Linked DNA regions of Mus musculus: regions 2, 3 and 4 are each linked to region 1. The links are chromatin contacts, called in public HiChIP or PLAC-seq and promoter capture Hi-C maps. All regions are on one chromosome and are shown on one strand. The core of a region is the stretch at or near the end of the contact, and the rest is flanking DNA. Distances in the headings are between cores, read along the strand shown. Region 1 has its middle 8.0 kb from the start of Gm24867. Region 2 has its middle 24 kb from the start of Gm7168. Region 3 overlaps Afdn (afadin, adherens junction formation factor). Region 4 overlaps 2700054A10Rik (RIKEN cDNA 2700054A10 gene).

The links. HiChIP or PLAC-seq counts read pairs in DNA pulled down with a chosen protein or histone mark. Capture Hi-C pulls out chosen DNA fragments and counts their contacts.
Region 2: a contact with region 1 is called in a FOXA1 HiChIP or PLAC-seq map of pancreatic cancer cells. The contact joins two enhancer-like sites. A contact is called at or near these places in 1 of 484 Hi-C or Micro-C datasets (extraembryonic endoderm stem cells) and 3 of 115 datasets of contacts at active chromatin or transcription factors (extraembryonic endoderm stem cells, pancreatic cancer cells and trophoblast stem cells).
Region 3: a promoter capture Hi-C map of liver shows a contact between it and region 1. The contact joins two enhancer-like sites. A contact is called at or near these places in 1 of 15 datasets of contacts at CTCF or cohesin (embryonic stem cells), 1 of 484 Hi-C or Micro-C datasets (macrophages), 5 of 115 datasets of contacts at active chromatin or transcription factors (the SCID.adh cell line, embryonic stem cells, extraembryonic endoderm stem cells and 1 more) and 2 of 9 other capture datasets (adipose tissue and liver).
Region 4: a contact with region 1 is called in a CTCF HiChIP or PLAC-seq map of the NIH/3T3 cell line, with 8 read pairs. The contact joins two enhancer-like sites. A contact is called at or near these places in 1 of 39 promoter capture datasets (cranial neural crest), 1 of 15 datasets of contacts at CTCF or cohesin (the NIH/3T3 cell line), 1 of 484 Hi-C or Micro-C datasets (nephron progenitors) and 7 of 115 datasets of contacts at active chromatin or transcription factors (CD8 T cells, the SCID.adh cell line, embryonic fibroblasts and 4 more).

Annotation. Positions count from the first base shown.
Region 1 is chr17:13,681,943-13,684,835 of GRCm38.p6, reverse strand. No RefSeq gene overlaps it. Among named protein-coding and RNA genes, the nearest start is that of Gm24867, 8.0 kb to the right of the region's middle. Within about 2 kb of position 1,530, at least 331 of the 459 cell types and tissues checked have an H3K27ac peak or open chromatin away from gene starts, as enhancers often do. A contact at or near this core is called in the NIH/3T3 cell line, the SCID.adh cell line, adipose tissue and 5 more, where this site is marked.
Region 2 is chr17:13,923,413-13,926,112 of GRCm38.p6, reverse strand. No RefSeq gene overlaps it. Among named protein-coding and RNA genes, the nearest start is that of Gm7168, 24 kb to the left of the region's middle. Within about 2 kb of position 1,327, at least 48 of the 459 cell types and tissues checked have an H3K27ac peak or open chromatin away from gene starts, as enhancers often do. A contact at or near this core is called in extraembryonic endoderm stem cells, pancreatic cancer cells and trophoblast stem cells, where this site is marked.
Region 3 is chr17:13,865,734-13,868,572 of GRCm38.p6, reverse strand. All of the region lies in intron 22 of Afdn (afadin, adherens junction formation factor), which reads right to left. Among named protein-coding and RNA genes, the nearest start is that of Gm7168, 81 kb to the left of the region's middle. Within about 2 kb of position 1,257, at least 134 of the 459 cell types and tissues checked have an H3K27ac peak or open chromatin away from gene starts, as enhancers often do. A contact at or near this core is called in adipose tissue, extraembryonic endoderm stem cells, liver and 1 more, where this site is marked.
Region 4 is chr17:13,491,495-13,494,343 of GRCm38.p6, reverse strand. The region is part of intron 3 of 2700054A10Rik (RIKEN cDNA 2700054A10 gene); the gene reads left to right. Among named protein-coding and RNA genes, the nearest start is that of Gm26375, 41 kb to the left of the region's middle. Within about 2 kb of position 1,548, at least 35 of the 459 cell types and tissues checked have an H3K27ac peak or open chromatin away from gene starts, as enhancers often do. A contact at or near this core is called in the NIH/3T3 cell line, the SCID.adh cell line, embryonic fibroblasts and 1 more, where this site is marked.

The sequences.
Region 1 (2,893 bases), core at 281-2,780:
CGTTATGCATTTCTGATTCCTGGGTGCTTTGCTCACATTCTTACTTTGCTTCACTAAAACTTAGCCTCATAATTAGACTTGGAAGCCCACTCTTTCACATATTTTAAGGAGTCCAGTGGTCTTGGCCAGCATCTTTATCCTTGGACTTTCACATGCCAGAGCAAACCTTTCCTAAAAGAAGTACATCTTTCATAAATTCTGTATTTAACACAATTGCTTTGAACTAAGGCTTGATGACCAAAGAGTGAGAATATAAGTTTAAACGCACAAGCCCGTCTTTACTTACAATGAGACCGGATGAATTTGAGATTTGAGGATTGCAACTTTCAACTCATGTTAGTGCTGCGACCTCATGGGCAGCCTGAAGGGTCAGGGTCAGAGGTCATCTTGCTTGTTTCTCTTTCTCTCTGTGCAAGCGTGTGAGTGTGTGAGTGTGTTTTTTCTAAACGTTAAAGTTTTGACTTTACTTTTTGGCCTATCTGGATAGGCTATTTGAAGGGTAGACGGGGTGTATTTTGAGATACCCCTTTTTTCAACCCCCTAATCTCAGTGTTAGGGAGGCACATAATCACAGACTCAAAATGCAACAGGCCTAAAACACAGCATTTCCCTGCACCAATGATCTGCAAGCAGAATATTCCGATCAGAACTTTAAGATGCCCTCTGGTGCTCTGTCCCTTCAAGATGTGGCCCTCTGGCCTGCAAGGTTGCTGATCCTAGGCTCGGTCTGGCTGCATCACACTGGACTGTGTGGTTTTAGGTCTGTGCTGAATAGGAGGAAATGGGCGGTGCTCCCAGCTAGAGAGGCAGAAACTCTGACTCAGGCCGGCTTTAAACTAAAGAGGAAGTGGATCACCTCACGCTCCAGGAAAAAGGAAGCCCAGGGCGGGCGTGGCCAGCCCTCCGGATGAATCAACTCTTAACAAAGGCACCTGGCGGGCTGCTTGGGTAGGCGGTCTGTTCTTCCCCAGGCTGCCCCAGTGGGAGCTTTAGTCTGACCCTGCCTTCACTTCTAAGCAGATACAGGGTGGGGTCCTTGGTTGCGCCAGCCTTTGAGGTGGACCCAGCTCCCAGTCAAGGGATTTGACCCTCTGCGGTCAGAGGATTGGCTCGAACTCTTCCCCCTCCCAGGGCAGAGGCCCTGAAAGGAGACAACTTGTAAGCAGTCTAGGCAGCCCCACCCTGGGGTGGGCTGGCCTGCCATAATTAACCAATCCCCATAGTGTCTGGTGTCTGATGTTCTCACCATTGTGGTGAGACCAATCAGATCCACCCCTGCAACCTAGAAAAAAGATCCCAGGGGGAACAGATAAAACTCTGAACAAAACTGCTTTTGTCGGTGGAGCGAGGTGGTCCCCGGTTAGCATTGAGGCAGATTCTTACATCCTCCTCTGTCTTCAGTTGGAGAAGGAAAAAAAAAAGAGAGAGAGAGAGAGAGCCACAGGGAGACCTACTGGAGGTTCTTTAGCCTCTGAGGTACAGGAAAGACCCGGGGGCTGAGCTGGCTGTGTGGGGAAGGAGATGGCACCAGGGTTCAGAGCCTCCACAGTCTTTCAGGGCTAGGACTTAGAGATTCGGGGTAAAGTGCAGAGCCCAGTAGCTGTGTTTGGAACCCAACATATCTCAAGGACAGAGTATGGGCTGGACTGTGATCCAAGGTAAGGTAGAGAGAGTGGGGAGGAGGGCAGTCTGGAAGCGGGGGTGAGGGGCTTAGACTCTCCTGGGAGCCCTTGTACCAAGGGCGGGACAGAAAGGACTTGTGTTCAGGCAACACTCCTGCATGCAGGGCACACAGACTCCTGAGTGTGGCTATCTTAGGCCAGGTCCCAGCAGGCTTCTTTAGCCTCAGAGCAGCAGAGGATTCTGGTTGCTGTGGGCGCTGAGTGTGGGGACAGGATGGGGAGTGACTGTCTCAGCCACAGTGCTGGGTTTTCCGCAAGGCATGTCAAGCTCTTGCTAATACTCATATAACCCTACGGGTTCTCCAGCAGACCTCTCCACTCACTTCCACATGCTCACGCCTGCTCCCTTCAGTTCATAAGCTTCCTCCTTCCTCTGCCCTGTGGCTTTGCCAGGGGCCTCTTTCCACATCCCTGCCTGGAGGCACTGGAGACATTCCTGGCAGACATCAGGGAGTATCTGGCTGGTGGCTCATAGGCCATGGAATGTGCAGAGTCTGAAGGTGTGTTTCACCCGCCTTCTGCCCCAAGGTGACTTATTCTCTGGAGTGGCTTGGGGACTGTTGGGGCTGAACAGCAAGCCATTTACCGGAGAGGACAGTGTGTGCAGATCTCAACGAGCGTATTTGGCCACATGACCCAGGCAGCCTCCTCATCTTCCCACATCTCAATTCTCTTGTGGTTTTGTGGTCAGCCTCAGATTAAATCATGGTTGCCTGGCAGCTGAGACTTGTGAGAGAGTCGCTTTCTCCCAGAGTTACCTGAGATGGGCACAGTCACAGGCTGATGTAGACCAAGGATCCTGAGAAGGCTCTGGGCCCTGACAACCTGTAGAGAGCTTGACCCACCTGTCAGAGTTAGGAGATGGGAGAAACATGCAGGCATTTAGGCTCAAACCTGACTAAGAACAAATTGTTCTATTGTAGTGTATGTGTGCACGTATATGTTCATGTGTACACAGTAATTCTGCATATCACTGCAGGGGCCATATGTCTTTCCCCCTCATGCTCTCCACCTGATTTTTAAAGTCAGTGCTAACATTGAGCCTTGGGCTTACTAATTAAGCTGCTAGGACTGAAGGGCAGCAAGCTCTGGGAATCCTGACTCTCCCTTCCCAGCACTGGATTTGCAGACATGCAGTGCAGAACCCAAATGTTTACAGAGGTGTTGGGGGTCCAAAGTCAGGCTTTCAAGCTGGTGAGGCAAGGGCTTTG
Region 2 (2,700 bases), core at 78-2,577, 240 kb before region 1:
GTTTGTTTCAAGTATTTGCATAATGATGAATGTACCCAAGTTCGGGCTTATGTAATGTTCTTAGTGGGCTGCTTTCTTCTTTATTTCTTCTGATTAGTTTTGGCTTCTAATCCCTCAGGTATTACAAAAGCCAACACCTGCCTGTTTCCTGGGCATTTGTTTGCAATATTTTCCCATAGCTTTACTCTAAGGTATGGTCTGTCCTTGAAGGTGAGGTTTATTTCTTGTAAGCAACAAAAAGGACAACAGGGTCCTGTTTTCTAATCCTACCCAGAATGTTTTGGATGAGGAACTGAGGTCATTACTAACAGACATGTGTTCTGTATGGTCCTTTACCGATTGTATGGCATTTGCTTTCTCAGGCCTGCTTCACCTAACAACTACTGTTTCTCCTTCACTGTTAGCCTTGTGGGCATGCTCATCCTTCTGTCTAGAATGAGGCATTCCTTCCAGGATTCTTGGAGGGACTGACATGGCGGTCATAAATTCTTTATTGTGGGATGTTTTACTTTCTTCTTCATTTATGATGGAGAGTTTTGCATGGCAGAGCAAGTTGACTGGGTTGGCATCTATGGTCTTGCAGAACTTGAAGTACATTTTTCTGAGGTCTCCTGGCTTTTAAAGTTTCTTTTGAGAAATCAGCTCTAGCACACTCAGCCTTAAATGGGATATTTATATCACACACTCTGAGACCCAGGGAATATCCTGGGAGAGAAAACAGAAAGAAAAAAAAAATGGGTTGTGGGTGGGGGAAGGGCTGTGTACTGTCTTCTAAGTATGATGCAGCCATTTTGATCATGAACAGATTACAGTTGCCTACTCCAGGCCTACACGAGCAGACATGACATGTGGGGGGCTCAGTGGGCCCACCCTCTCTGCTGAACTGTTAGCTACCGATGGATTCAGGAGAGAGGTTGAGTCCTTATGGTCAGTTGTGGGCCCAATGCATGGACCACTAACTCCACTGGCTAACTCCAGACCCACTGTCATACAGATGGTCCTGGTTAAACTTAGCAGATCACAAACAAAACAAAGGCATGGACATGAGAAAGAGGCTTACAGAGAAGGAGCTGACAGAAGTAGGAGAATAAGGGACTGTGGGGGCCAAGATGAATCAGAATGCTGTGTGTGTGTGTGTGTGTGTGTGTGTGTGTTTCTAAAAAGACCCTTGTGGTGAAGAAAACATTTCCTCCAGGATGACAGGGAACATGGTGGACTGCAGCACATCTCGCAGCACAAGAGCTCATCTGACTCTAGTCAGCACACCTCTCTGCTCTGTTCCAGGAGAAAGTCTCATGACAAACACTGAGTCATGCTGTGTCACCCACTGCTAGGCTATCACTGTCTCAGCCCCTGAAGTACCAGGCATGCTATGGCCAGAATGACAAGCGCTTGTATATAACTGTAACTATCCCTTGGAAATATCTGAACTCACCTATCCAAGAGGAGGGGGTGTGAATATGTCCAAATACCACTGCCTGAGATTCTGCTGGGCCCTACATTCTGGAAGTCAAGGGGAGGTGTCAAATTAGTGTAAGAGGCAGAGAACTACTGCTCAGAAACCTGGAAGAATGTGCCCCACAATTCCCCCCAAGGAATCCCAATGGACAAGATCATAGGAAAGTTTACTGCCTACTGATTTTCAAGCTGGCAGGGTACAGGAAAGCAGGGACAAGCTGTTCACATTATAGTAGAGGCTAAGAAGAGTGGGGATGTGGAAGGAAGGGGAGCAGGGACATGGGAGGGGAGGGCAGACCCTTGGAAACAGATGGATCTTTAGTGGCTTGAATGCTTCTACACTGTTCCCCTGCTGTGTGACTAGGAGGGTTGCTCTGTGGGAGCTCTCTCTGTTGGTCCTGCTCCTTAGGCTTCTTGGCTGATGGCTCTGTTCTTTTGTGCACTTGCTGGGTTGGTCTTAAGAGGCAAGCTGGAAGAACCTACATATCTCCAGCTATGGCCTCACAGGTCGCCAACTATAGGGGATGGGGGAAGCCTCAGTGGGACAATAAACAGAACTTAGGCACTTGGGTTCCCTCTGTCATGCCTGGCCTTGGGGATACCATTACACTGAGAGAAAGAAGCCTGTGATAGAAAACCCCATGGTTAGTTACTGTCATCCTGAAAAAATACTTGCTCACAAACTAGGATAGCTACGGATGGGATCTGTACCTGGAACACTACCAAGTCGCTCATTTGTGAACGTGGCAATGGGAGCTGGTAGATGAACCCTGCATGTCCCTAAGCCCCAGTGCACTGGTATGCCTGACACTGAACCCAGCTCTCCACATCCTCTTGAAGATGTTCATACCTTTCAAACTTGTATGTCTTATCAACCAGAGGACAGCCAGGAAGAGGGTACCACACAAGGACTGTTTCCTAATTGAAGACAAAACAGAGCAGGCAGATTCAGGCAGAGCTCGGTTCATCAAGCAAGGTCAAGGCTGGTAAGTGGTGCCCCAGGCAGCTCCAGCTGCTGCTTGTCTGTGTTGGCAACTCCTCCTGGAACACACAGATAGCTCTGATGACAGATTAGACTTGGCTGCTCAGGGACAATGCTGTGTAACAAAGACAGCAGCCAGATGGTCCTCAAGGCGAGGCATTTGATACTTGGCCCTTCAGAGATAGGGTCTACTGATACTGACATGAGAGCAAAGTTGTACTGTGGGGTGCAAGGAGCCCATCCTGCTGAGGGTATAGACA
Region 3 (2,839 bases), core at 8-2,507, 180 kb before region 1:
CACTTCTCAGAAGATGTCACCTCAACGATGCTGGTCTCTTCTTAATCACCGCTAATTGCTTAGCTCCAGCTAACCTGCATCAAAAGCTCCTTTCTCTGTGATAACTCCAGCTGTGTCAAGTTGACACAGAACCAGCCAGTACAGGAACCTTATGATTTAATCTAAGATTTAAAAACTTAAAACTCGGGTATTTAGTTTAAAAGAACTAACTGTAACATCATTAAGGCAGTAATTAGCCAATTGTTTCTTAAAAAAATATTGCAATATATAGTAAAAATATGCTGTAATATATAGTAGTAAAAAGCAGTAATTAGCCAATTGTTTCTTAAAAAAATATTGCAATATATAGTAAAAATATGCTGTAATATATAGTAGTAAAAATAAACACAGTAGTAAATATTTTAATATATTTAAACTATAAGTTGATATTTTCATGTTTTAAAAAAGAACAGCACATCAAAAAGCTGTGGAGAAAGTCTACTCTGAAGCTATCAAATGTAGCCGAAAGTTATGAGCACCTGACTATGTCTGCTTTTGCAAATTATACAACGGCAGTTACCATTTAAAGCCATTTCTACCATATTATAACTAGTAGGGCTAAATCTTATGGGTTTTTTTTTTCCTGAATAAAAAAATATCATAAGAACTTCACATTTTTATGAACCTTAAATATTTGCAACATAAACAGAGAACAACAACAATCTGGGTATGTAATTACAAGCTACGTTACAAGCCTCACTCTAGATGAGCAAGTTAATTATTAACAGGTTTGAACAAGCCAGAGTGCAGGAGGAAGCATTCTTTAAGGATCAGTTTGCACAAGAACATTCAGGACAACACCCTGAAGAAACTCACCACTGATTCTGCCCTTCCGACAACAGAGAACCACATGTTATCTCCAGGACAACAGCCTCGAGCTGGAGACTAGTTGTCTACTTCTCTCAGTTCCCACAGCAAGCAGCACAGCTGGCTTTTCGGGACTGGCTGGCCACAATGCCGACTGGGTGCTGTGACACTGTATGGCATTTATCAACAGGAACTGGAACCAACGCAACACTCAGGTTCTTATGCAACCCAGCCACTCAGATTTTCATTCCCTTCGTCCTTTACTAAACTTTAAAGGGTTATAAAAATGAACGGGAATTGTTTGTATTTTAAAAATCCAAATTAAACAGGAAGCGTCGGCACGGTGCTATCCCACAGACGAGTAAGAAGTAGCATGCTGAACTCTCCAAAAGCAATGTCTCCAAAAGTAAACTGCAAACCCACATCGCTTCCAAATCATCTGGATTTCATAATGTTTAACCACCATGTGGAGGGCAAGGAGAAGAACTTAATATCAAAACACGGTTCTGGGTTACAGCAACAGAGACATGCAGCAATTAAAAAAGGGAAGAGGCCTGAGTTAGACACTCAAATTTGCAGCAAACAACAGAAAGGTTTGGGGTGACAGGAAAATACAGTGGGCTGGGTGGAAGTAAGAGCTACATGGAATAAGCAGCTACTGCCAGTGTTTTTGATGGCTTCTTACTCAATCATGAGGGAACACAATCATCACTAAGTCTTAAAGGCACAGAGACAGACAAGCCCATAGGCCTGCAGAGCCCTCAGGCCGAGGGCAGCCTACAAGTAGCTAAGCAGGAGACAGGGCTGACCATCCCAACATGTACCAGAGGTCATCACTATTATCTATATAGACCTAAACACTTCTCACCTGTGCTGTGCTGTCCAGCAGCTGTCCACCCAAGGCGACCTGTGCTTTCTTTGGCTGAGCCTTCCTTCCTATACTATAAACATGACACATACAGAGTGGAATAGGCACAGTGAAACGCTATTTACCTGTGTCGTCCAGAAAACAGATGTTAGGGATACTATTATTCATATATTAAAAATGGCACACTGTCCAGTTTACAAAGTATTTTTAGTTATTTCATTCAGAGTGCCCAATTACCAATTCCTAAATTTTATCTCTGGCTCTAACTTTTTGAGCTCCATTTTCCAATCCCCTGCTAGAAAACACATTAGTTTATCTTACCAGGATCCCAAAATTTCAAGTGTGACATATTCAATCCTGAACTTACAATTAACCTCCACCAACTTCTGCCTGTTCTTTTTCTGACAGTTTTGCCTTCAGGACCCAGCGGCTCAAGTCAGAACCAGATTCTCTGTTTCTCCCCTCAATTCATCCCATCTGAGCACTGCCATGCAGCAAGTATCTACCACCACTGACCATGACCAAGGAACTACCTGCCACTCATCAAGGCAGGAGATAACACATTCCCTCACAAGGGTCTGGTACATTTCTGCTACTGATTACCTCTGCCACCTCTGCTACTAGGATCTTTCATTGCAAAATGAGTGCAGAAACCCTGTGAATTAGCTACTTTTCTCCTGCTATAAAAAGAAAAGCCAAAAACTCAAAACAACAACAATAAAAACAAACAAAAAATGATAAAAGCAACTTAAAAGATAGTTTTTGTTCGTGTCTCATGGTTTGAGGCGGTTAAGTCCATCATCACTGTTGAAAAGCTGTGGCAGCGAGAAGAAGAGGGGCCTGGTCACACTGAATCCACAGTTAAGAAGCAAAGGGGGACAAATGCTGGTGCTCAGCTGGCTCCATCCCTTTCCTTCCTTGTTCAAGTCTAGGAACCCAGTCAATAGGACAATTTGGCCACAGACATGGGTCTTCCCTTCTCAGTTCAATCTCTGAAAACATCCTCAGACAACACAAAGGGGTCTGGGTGTCTCCTGGTGATTCTAAATCCAGCCATGGTGACAACAAAAGCTTATCATCAAAGCCTACAATCCCCACCCCACACAACATAACAGTTATCATACT
Region 4 (2,849 bases), core at 299-2,798, 190 kb after region 1:
TTATGAACTTGAAATCCACTAAAAAAAAAAAAATGCATGAAACAAACTTACGGATGAAAACAAATGGCAGCCCATTAATTTGGTTTAAATTGGTCTTTCATCCTTGAATGACAAGTTTGACTAAAAATGGCCTCCTTATATAGTGAACTACAAGGTATCTTGTGTAAGCAGGCTGGATCCAAACTAAGTATGTACCATGGTAACCAAGCAACTGAGCCTCAGCCAATCACAGCAGCCAACACTCAGCCAGCCTTAAGTCAGAAGGCTGATAAATTATGCACAAATAAGGCAAAGGGGGAACTGAAACAGTCAGTAGCCTGTGTGGACGCACACGGACTTGAACATGGCTTGGCCCTGAAGACCTGACTGTTCCTAGGACCTCTTGTTTATTCCGATAACCATGGCTAAATCTGACCAGTGTCTGGTTTTCTGGCTTGTTTGGGAAGATATTTGGTTTTCTCCAGCAAACCCAGAATGGACTGAGATGTGAAGATATTTACAGCTTTTCAAAGGTCCTGAGGAGTTGCTTGGCTTTGGGAGAGTCCCATGGATACCGCTCATTGCAGGTTGACAGGCGACATGGTGGAAGTGGTTTTCACAGGTGGCCAGAGCAGGGAGGGGCACCGTCAGTGTGACAGGTTTCTTCCTGACTTCCATGGTCACCCTAGGGGAGGGACACCGAAGTTGGGGTTGAGGAATTTGGAGGTGAAACAGTTCAGGTGAGAGTCCCAGCTCCACAGCTCTGTGCATTCTGAGAAATGTCTTCTTGGACAGGCTGACTCTGCCAGCTTAATAGTATGTGCTTACAGATGCCAAGCTGGCTATGACATCATTGGGCACCACAACCACCGGGACCCCCCCACTGCCCATGCAGCCTACCAGTAGTTGAGGGGTCACTGTAGAAGCCTGTCTCTAACATGATGTCTGTGTTCAGTGCCTGCTCTCTGCTTCTCTGCCTAGACCACTGTGGTTCCAGTGCTGTTTTCCAAGCTACAAAGCTGAGAAAACACGCACACCAACTAAGAAGGAAGAAACTAAGCAATTCATTTGGCTGTCTACCTTTTTATCCAGGGTTTTAGTCTAGGTAGAAAGGAGCCCACTGGTTTCTACCACCCTTTGTTTTCCCAGTTGTGTTTCTCAGGGCCCTCACTGCCCGAGATTGTCGTCAGTTTACAGATTGCAGATCTAGCCCTGTACAAATACTACCTTCCAGATGGCACCAATCTCATGAGTCATACCCATGTCTGATCTCGGAGCAGAGCTGGGCAGACAGAGAGCTCTATTTCAGTGGAGATTGAACAGGAGGGTCAGGCAGTGCCGCAGGAGCCATGCTTGGCCAGGCAGCCTGAATCTTTGCCTCTGGGTCTCACCATCTGTGAGGGGCTTGCCCATTTCACATGTCCCACTGTCACTGCAGTCCCAACAGGCCCCACAATGCACGAGCATCATTTTGCTTTGGCCTCTTGCCATCTTTAAGATAGTGTGAGCTCGGTGAGCCCCTGAGGAATGGAGGGTTTTGCTGAGTCACTTCTGGGTCAGGGCTCCTTCCCTGTGAGCACGTGAGCAGGTGACCACACTGCTTTCCTGGGACCAGCACCCTTCCCTGGCTGCTGCTGTTCTTTCTAAGGCAGATGTTTTGCTCTGTTATGTAAACAGTTTTCTAACCTTTATATTTTTCTGAGGCTCATTAGAGCTGATGGAGAAGTGGATGGACCCTAAATTTGTAAGAGCATTCCCACCCTTCAGCATTCAATGACCTTTGCCCAGAGAGCTTTGAAATACTCCTGGGCCTGGCCCCTGCTCCTAAGCACATATGCAGACATGATTCTAGCAGCTTCTTCAGCTGAATCCCAGCACAGAGCTTACAGTGGTTTCCAGCTCTTCATGTGCACAGTTGTACTGGGGAAGAAGGAAGTACAGAGTCCTGTTATAGGTTAGTTGTGCCCCACCCCAAGGCTCCTAGTTAGAAGCTTCAGTCCTGAGACTACAGATGACCTTATCTGAAGATAGATCCTTATACAGGGGGGATCAAGCTATGAAGTCCTGAGTGTAAGCTTTAATCCAATATGCCTGTATCCTTATAAAAAGGAAAAATGCAGACGGGGACAGATATAAAGGGAAGGTACTGGAAGGAGATGCCATTTATAAATCTCAGGTTAAGCCAGTCCTGCCAACTTGTAGTCTTGACTTTCAGTGTCCAACATTTCTCTCTCTCTCTCTCTCTCTCTCTCTCTCTCTCTCTCTCTCTCTCTCTCTCTCTCTCTGTGTGTGTGTGTGTGCGCGCACGCGTGTACATGCAGGAGAGGGGTGAGCTGTGCACTCTCCACCTCCTTGAGATGAGGTCTCTCATAGGAAATTCAACTGGCAGAAAAGCCAAAGGACCCTCCTGTCTTCTCCCTGCACACAGTGAGACTCCAAGCGCTGCCGTGCCTGGCTTTTTGCGTGGGTGCTGAAGACGTGACATTGGGTTCTCACACTTACAAAGTGCTGAACCATCTAGCCCGCCCAAGAAATGAAGCTGCTGTGTAAGCTACGGCTGGTGGGATTTGGTCAGCGGCCCTAGTGGACTCCCATGCACACCACAGTGGAGTCATGGTGGATGGGGATACACGTGGGTTTGAGGATACATCTTATGAACTTGGGGCTTGTTCCTGCCCCTACTCCCTGTTAGGCACTGCAGTCTGGCGTCACGGAGAGGGCCAGGGCCAGGCTTCCCTGCTGTAGAGCCTCTGCATTTGCTCACAGATCCCAGATTTTTTTGAGACTTGGAAGGAAGGTGTCTTAGCGTTTTACTGCTGTGAACACACACCATGACCAAGGCAACTCTTAAAAGGACAACATTTAATTGG